2 separate regions of the Pan troglodytes genome follow, and region 1 is linked to region 2. A link is a contact called in public Hi-C data. All regions are on one chromosome and are shown on one strand. Each heading gives the region's core, a stretch centred on a gene start, on an enhancer-like site or on the middle of the called end of the contact. The rest is flanking DNA. Distances are from core to core; before and after follow the strand shown. Region 1 holds the start of KLF3 (KLF transcription factor 3). Region 2 has its middle 170 kb from the start of KLF3.

Region 1 (3,903 bases), core at 1,057-3,556, 170 kb after region 2:
CTTAGGTGCTTCTGTTGGGGTTTTTTGTTTTGTTTTGTTTTGTTTTGTTTTGTTTTGTTTTTGACAGAGTCTCACTCTGTTCAGTGGTGACATGATCTCAGCTCACTACAACCTCCACCTCTTGAATTCAAGCAATTACCCTGTCTCAGCCTCCCTACATAGCTAGGATTACAGGCGTGCGCCGCCATGCCTAATTTTTGTAATTTCCGTAGAGACGATGTTTCGCCAACTTGGCCACACTGGTCTCGAACTCCTGGCCTCAAGTGATCCACCCAACTCGGCCTCCCAAAGTGCTGGGATTACAGGCGTGAGCGACCGCGCCCCACCCTGTTGGGCACTTTGAAGAATGATGGTGTCCTTCACTGAGCTACCCAGCACTAGATAGATTCATTTCCGACAAGTTGCATTTGAGCAGCTTCCCACAGGGCACCGAACACAGTGTTCACTAATTAACTTTTTAAAATGGCTTTTCTTCTCCTTTGCCGCCTGCCCCTTCCATATCAAAACCACTCCCTTCTTATCTTGGGTCACACTTTTCTCCGACAGGCCTATTTCGCTCTTCCCCTTTGCGTCCACACCCACATGAACAAGGTAAAAAACATGGTTTATGTGCTTCAAGTTCTCGTCCCTGTGTCCCTGGAGAAAAAAACGTACTTTTTTGAGCACCTACTATGAGCCAGTTTCACCAGCCATTCCTAGCACGGTGTTCCGCTAATGCAAACCTTAAGGCAGCCAATCAGACATTTAATGATGTCAGTGATCAATAAATGGCAATTAGTAATTGACACGAATCCAACTCCTTTTTTTTCTGGAATGTCTTTTATTCATTATGAAGAAAAAAAAAACTCACACCCTTTACATTTTAAAGATGAAGCTTATGGGATAGCACGACGTCCCATGAGCCGGCGTCGGTTCTGGGTATCCTCCACGTGGCCTTTCCCGGACTTGCGTTATTTACAATATGCGATTTCACTACTTGAGGTTACCGAGTACTAATTTTACGATACTGTGTAGCTACATGAAGCGGCTCGAAATATACTATTATCACTCCGTTTTAAGCAGCACGATGTCTGGATGAAGCATCAAAGCGAGATGGGTCAACTTAAAGGGCCTTTAAAACATCTTGAAGCAATAATAAGCCATACACTGAAGCAGGGGCGGTTTTAAACATTACACAGAACTTAAAACAATCGAAGGAATTCGTCCTTTGTTCTTTTTATTACATTAATTATTACATTAATACTGTTTAAAAAGAAACTCAAAAGGCATTAAACTTAGGTACCAATCTACAAAGTCCTCGAAGGGGCCTGGCTTGGACCGAACGCGCTTTTGTGCCGCCCCGCTCGCTCGCAGCACCCTGAAGGCCACTGAGCTTAGGGCGCTCGGTCCCTAGAAGCGACTTGAAACGAGGGGGTCGCCAGGCCAGGCCCTCGTTCTGCAGGGGAGGATCCGACCAAAGTTTGCCAAGTTTCCAGGCAAGCCCGACTGCGCAAATGCCGCTTTTTAGCTCCAGCGGCAGGCCTGGCCCGTGGGAGGTTTGCCCCAAGGGTCTCCGGGCCTTCAAAGAAAAGTCCCACGAGGCGGGGGGCGCCGCCTGGGCCGCCGGCCAGGGGGACCCGTCGCCCCAGGGCACAAAGAAAGAGCGCGCCTACAGGGTGTCCCCTGACCCCGGCGACTCGGGGCCAGGGAGGCTCGGCGCGCCCCAGCGGCCGCTCTTCCCCTCCCGAACCCGCCCGGCCCACTCGCTCCTGCACCGCGGCCGCCTCGGCTCGGCTTTTCTCTTGCAGTGAGCTGAGTGCGCTCAGCCGAGGAGGGGCCGCGCCGGCCGCGGGGCCCAGCCCTTCCCGCCGCGCCCGGGGCCGCCCTTCCCGCTGGAGCCGGCTGATCGATGGCCCTGGCCGCCCGCGCCCCCCGCCTCGGCTCGCCCGCGAGCCCGGCTGTGTGTTTTGGAAGCAGCGCAGCGGGCCGCAGCCGTGTGACGCCCGGAGCGGGCAGCGCCGCCCTTCCTTCCCCCCGGGCTCGGGCGGCGGCGCGGCGGCGGGGCTGGGCGGGAGGGCTGGCGGGGCGCGGACTCCGGGGAGGAGGGCGCGGGGAGGGGACGCGGGCGGGGGCGCGGGGCCGGGCGGGGGGCGGAGGCCGCGCCGCGCACGCCCAGCCCCACGGCCGCGCCGCGCCTCGTGGGACAGGTTGGGCCGGCGGGGCGGCGCCCGACTCCGGGGAATAATGAGTGTCTGTCAGGCCGTCCCCGGGTGACTGGGCGGGGCGGGGCGGAGGCGGCGCGGGAGGCGGGGGTGGCGGGGGAAGGGCGCAGGGCGGGGTGCGTGTTTGCGCGAGTGACTCGGCCGACCCCTCCGGCGGCTGCCTCCACCCAAGTGGGTGGGGACCCGCCCAGCCCGGGCGGCCGCGGCGGCTCCCTCTCCCCTCCCTGACCCTCCCACCCCGGGTCCCAGCCTCTACTTACCCCGCCAGCCCCGGGAGGCTCGCAGAGCGAGCGGCGCCGGCGTCATGTGACTGCCCGGAGTTGGTGCCAGGAGCCAGAGGGGAGCCAGGAGCGGAGCCGCGCGGAGCCGGGGCCCGAGCCGGAGCGCAGCGAGAGCGCCCGCCGCACGCGCGCCCGTCCCCGTCCCCTGCGGCCGCCAACGCCGCCCGGACTGGAGCCCTGACATTGCTGCGCTCGGGGGACTCCAGGCAGCCCGTATCGGGGCCTTTATTTCTCGTCGGCGGCGCCCTGCACCGCGCCTCGCAAAGTAAGTCCCGTCTCCCTCACCTTTGCTCCGCACCCTGGTCCCTGCCGCCCCCCTCCTCGGCCAGTCTGGTTTCATTTTTTCTTCTGGAGGGGGCCGCGGGGAATGGGTCGGGGGTGCAGCGCTGGTGTTGGGGGGGGGCGCCTGCGGGCTTGGGAAAGTGCGGCGGCTTCACTTAGCCGGGGTGGGGGCGGAGAGCAAGCAAGGAGGAGGGGGTCACGGGTTCGCGGTGAAAAGTGAGGGGTTGAGGCGAGGCACCCTGCGGACCCCGGGTGCGGGGGAGCGGGGCTGGCAGCGCCCGCCGCCGTCCCGGGCAGGGCGCGGGCGGGGGCTCACCTGTGTGGTCCCCGGCCTCCTCCCGCCCGCTCACGATTCCCTCCAAAGCCCCAGAAATCTCCGTGCTCTCCGCGTGTGGCAACGTTGTTTGGAGAAAGGTAGCGCCGCGGCCGCGCGCTCCTGCTCCTCCCCCTCCCGGTGCCCCCCCACCACCACCACAACCCAGGCTCCCGCGTCCTTCCCCTCCCCGCCCTCCGCCCGCGCCCCCCGCCGCCCCCCTCCCAGGACACGGCGCGCGGCCGCTCGCCCGCCACAGCAAACTTGGAGCAGTCTCCCGGCCCTCTGGAAAGAAACTTAGGGCAATTGGGATTGGAGGCAGCATCCCATTCTCGGTTCTGGAGCCCAGGAGCTGCCAGGGCGTCTGGATCCTCCGGGGCAGGAGAAATGAGCTGGCCGGGTTTGGAGAGTCTTCCTGGGGGCATGGAGAGAACCTGCCGCAGTGCCTGGAGCAAGGATTGCAGCGTGGCTGAAGGCGGAGGACGCCTTAGGCAACTGCCTGCAGCCGAGCCTGATGGGGACCCAGGGACAGATCCCTGGATCAGGACCCATGGGACCTACCTAACATTTCCAAGTGGCTTTCTTAGAGATGGCAGATAAGATCTGGAATTGTCATATTCATTTTTTTGGGCAGATAGCCACTGACAAGGAGAAGCACTTTTCTGGTTTAAATTTTATAGCAGTATACAATAATACTAGAAGAATGTGAATGAGACTTATTTTTAATAAGTCAAGTTAAACGGAAATTGGAAATTGCTCACCTTCTTGTATTTCACTAAAATAAACATTTTACACTTAACCACTGAATTTCTTACTCAGAATTTAT
Region 2 (4,121 bases), core at 1,585-4,084:
AGTTATCGCCTCCCATAAACCCATTGTCTCATAAACCCTACAGCTTGGCCAGCCCCATAATTTAGCAAACTAAGGAGTCCATTTAATTTTGATAGTGTTATGGTTCATAACTAGTTCTAAAACTAGAAGACTGGAGAAAGACACATGACTAGAAGGAAGTTCCATGAAGCTACTAAATATGGCAGAAATTGGTTATACCCTAAGGAGAACACAGAAACGCAGTAGCCAAAAAGCTCCTGTCTCTGAAAACATCTCATAAGCTTTTAGAAAAGCGGAGCCAGGAAGATTCATAGACAGTCTGAATTTCTTTTCTTTTTTTAAGAGACAGGGTCTCACTCTGTCACCGAGACTGGAGTGCAGTGGTGTGATCATGGCTCACTGCAGCCTCAAACTCCTAGGCTCAAATGACTTTCCCGCTTCAGCCTCTGGAGTAGCTGGGGCTATACGAGTGTACCACCATGGCTGGCTATTTTTAATTTTTTTTTTTTTCGTAGAGATGTGTGTCTCACTGTGTTGCCCAGGCTAGTCTCGAACTCTTGGGCTCAAGTGATTCTCCTGCCTCAGTCTCCCAAATCCCTGGGATTACAGGCATGAGCCACCATGCCTGACCACAGTCTGAATCTCATAGAGGAAATATTTCTATCCAGAATAGGGCTTCTGGGACCTCTAACAACTTATGCAGCAAAATGTAGCCTCTCTAGACTGCAAGCCCACCCACACTAGTCAAAAAGTTAGCATCTGTCAGTTCTCTGCTGTCCATTCTGGGGAAGAATTATGCCACAGCAAATTCTTTTTTTAATGTGTTCACCTTTTACATTATGAAAATGGTTCAAGTTAATGTAAGAAAATTTAGAAAATAATAGTAGAGAGAAGAATAAAAGAAATCACCTATAGTCCCACTATCCAGATAACCACTTTTTTTTTTTTTTTTTTTTTTTTTTTAGAGAAGGAATTTCACCATGTTGCTGAGGCTGGTCTTGAACTCCTGAGCTCAGGCAATGTGCCTGCCTCAGCCTCTCAAAGTTCTAGGATTACAGGCGTGAGCCACTGCGCCTGGCCTCCACTACCCAGATAACTACTATTAAACTTTTTAATACAGGTTAAACATCCAAAATTCAAAAACCCAAAATGCAAATGCTCCAAAATCTGAAACTTTTGAAGCACTGATGTGACACTCAAAGGAAATTCTCATTCTGAGTTTTTTGGATTTTGGATTTTTCAGTGATGCTCAGCGGGTAAGTATAATGCAAATATTCCAAAATTTAAAAAAGAAAAAATCCAAACTCCAAAACAGTTCTGACCCAAGCATTTGGATAAGGATATTCAGTCTGTAATAGGGTCCTTTCTGATCTTTCTTCCACGTATATAAAGTTTTGGTTTATTGGTTTTGTTTGTTTTATACATTGCAGTAGCTAGCCAAAATATTCACTTAGCATGCTTCTTTATTTTTTCACTTAAAATCATAATACACGTGTCCCCCTGTGTGGTTATGTAAGTTTCCTAAACATTGTCTTGAATGGCTGCATAAATTCCTAATCCTGCATCAGCTCCTCCCTGCAACCCCAGCCTTCCCAGTCTAGCTCCACCCAGAGTCAGCTGGTATGTGCTTAGAAAAGGCAAGCTCATTTTATCATAAAACAGCCCTGTCTGGTAAGGAAAATCTGCTGCCCCCAAACTCCTAATGCATTTCATTACCTTTGAATTATCAGTTTGGAATTATTCACATCACTGCCCTTAATTATCCACCTCACTGCCTTCCTCATTAGCATGGAGGGTGGATCCCTGGCTGGGCTGTATTCTCTTCAGAGCTTCAGTCACTTCTGATTAGTGAGTTGCTTAGAAAATGGCCTTAGCTCCAGCAGGCCACTGCCAGTTAGTGTCCTGCACCGGCAAAGTGTTTCATTTATATTCTGTCTCTGGGTCAGCGAGGATGCGATGGGTTAGTGGGGTGGGGGATGGGGGCAGTAAGGGACGGCCAGGCCTAGGGCTGCTCCCGCCCTTACCTTCCACCTCTCCTCCTTCTACTCTGTTCTCCTTCCCTCTCCTCCCTGCCCCCAGAGCTAGTTCCTGCTTATGCGTTCTCTCTCTCTCTCTCTCTCTCTCTCCCAATCTCTGTCCTCTCTCTCTCTCCAGCTTTCCCCTCAGCAGAAGAAAATAGTTGGGCTCTGGAAGCTTAGAGTGTGAGACAAAAGCAACCTACAATCCTATAATACTTGTCATTCCTCCACCTCCCTGGCCCTCCTGCCACTCAAGATGGCCCTGAACAAAAGGCCCCAATCTGACCCCCAAGACAGGCCAAAGCGGATTCAAAGCAGAGATTTGAATCCATTTAAGCTAAGCAAACCCAATGACCACAAACTGGCCACACTCAATTTACTAACCTCTAAGTCAAGCAGAAACCTGAGTTTTCTTTTCCTTCTTTTTTTTAATAGGAGTCAAGTAAACTGGTTTCTCAGATGTATAGACAGTATTTCTAAAGGCTTGAAGCAGGACATAAACACAGCCTCCAAAGTAAAACGCAACCATAACAACACTCTGCTATCATTCAGCATGAGTTCCTGTCAAAAGCACTTCATTTAGAAATGATACACCTTTGCAAACTCTCTACCACTTAAAAGGAATCCCTGGTAGATAGACATGTTTTATTTTCTTAAACATTAGCCTGTAAATGCTATTGCTGAGTGTTGCTTTCTAAAAGGCTGGCAATCTCATAACCGATTGGTTTGGTTCCCATCTATTGCTCAAAAATATGTACGTGAAATATCCTGTCCCAGGACCAGGGCTTGTTGCTCACCAGCTGGGACAGTCAGAGGCTGTTTGCTCCCCAGTCCCAAGGCGAACAGAGGCTCCTTGTCTGGAAGGAGCCAGCAGGAAGTGCCTGCTGCTCTAGTGTAAACGTGGACGTTCACTTAAGAAGTCAGGCTGTCTAGAGGATGAACGCTGATGAGACAGGATGGAATAATTAGGACAGAGAGCTGTGACAGTGACAAATAGGAAAGTTTGGGTCATATCTGAGCTGTAGGCTGCTTCTGGGGCCACATTTGTCTAAAACTTCAGCAGGATTGTTTTGGGGGAATTTAAAGAAGTGACTGATTTGTACAATAGCATATTTGATCTTCAGGAAAAATGTCCTCAACTTTTCTGAGTCACCCCCTACTAATAGTAACTACTGAAAAACTGCTCCGTGGTCATTTCATAGACTAGCTTCCATTGATCCCACCAGCCAATGCACTTTTCCAATTGTCTCATTTATATATTTACATACTTGCTTATTCATTTTTGTAATGAGATATTAAGTATGAACTACATGCTAGGCATCTTAAGTGGGAAATAACTTGGGAAGATGCCCACTGGTCCTGGCAGAGCCTTGGCATTCTCTTATCCTCTCTCTCTCTCTGCCTTTGTCTCTCTCACACATGCACACACACACACACACACACACACACTATATGTTCTATCACTTTATCAAGCACTTACTAGGTAGCATGCATGCTGCCAAGTACTTTATATACATTATCCTTTTATATACATTATCTTTTTTAATCCTCATGGCAACAATATGCAGTAGAAATTGTTTTCCTAATTTTCCCGTTGAGAAAATTCAAGTTCCGAGAGGTTACATAGTTTACCCAAGATTACACAACTCACAGGTGGCAAAGTTAGGATGCAAAACAAAGTCTGACTGATTCCAAAGTCTGTGCTTTTTGATCCACTGCATGATAATGGCCTCTCTGTGCTCAGCAAACACGGGGTTGACCCCAGCAGCCAAAGATCTGGCTTCCAGTAATCTCCCACATGCTCACAAGGTGCGCCTTGAAAAAGTGGACACCGGAGACAGTGGGAAAGGCCAAAGGTGTTGATACAAAACTTCTTCAGAAAAATCATATTTTCATGCCAGATCCTAGGAAGTTCAAACTGGAGGGGACCTTGAAATTTCTCTATCCTGAACAACCTCAGATTCACCAACAGAAGAATGGGCTATGTCAAATGGTGTATTCATTTAATGGAACATTATGCAGAACAAACCAGAGCCACATGCATCAACATGAATTAACCTCAAAAACATGATAGGAAATTTTTAAAAGGTAAATTGAAGAACAATGTGAATAGTCATAACACTC

The links. A called contact is a pair of places that touch in the nucleus more often than the background predicts.
Region 1: a contact with region 2 is called in a Hi-C map of stem cell-derived neural progenitor cells, with 2.3 times the contacts expected there. The contact joins the promoter of KLF3 here to the enhancer-like site in region 2. A contact is called at or near these places in 2 of 7 Hi-C or Micro-C datasets (a lymphoblastoid cell line and stem cell-derived neural progenitor cells), 1 of 1 datasets of contacts at active chromatin or transcription factors (stem cell-derived excitatory neurons) and 1 of 1 other capture datasets (stem cell-derived neural stem cells).

Annotation. Positions count from the first base shown.
Region 1 is chr3:38,985,344-38,989,246 of NHGRI_mPanTro3-v2.0_pri, forward strand. KLF3 (KLF transcription factor 3) reads left to right here and starts at 2,307. Exons shown (of 6, transcript XM_016951446.3): 1 at 2,307-2,747. It overlaps LOC134809783, which reads right to left. Exons shown (of 8, transcript XM_063808704.1): 1 at 3,081-3,903. The coding sequence starts at 3,502. It overlaps LOC134809784 (putative uncharacterized protein FLJ13197), which reads right to left and starts at 3,081. Exons shown (of 3, transcript XM_063808708.1): 1 at 2,462-3,081. The coding sequence starts at 2,822.
Region 2 is chr3:38,811,022-38,815,142 of NHGRI_mPanTro3-v2.0_pri, forward strand. No RefSeq gene overlaps it. Among named protein-coding and RNA genes, the nearest start is that of KLF3, 170 kb to the right of the region's middle. Within about 2 kb of position 2,835, at least 12 of the 24 cell types and tissues checked have an H3K27ac peak or open chromatin away from gene starts, as enhancers often do. A contact at or near this core is called in stem cell-derived excitatory neurons, stem cell-derived neural progenitor cells and stem cell-derived neural stem cells, where this site is marked.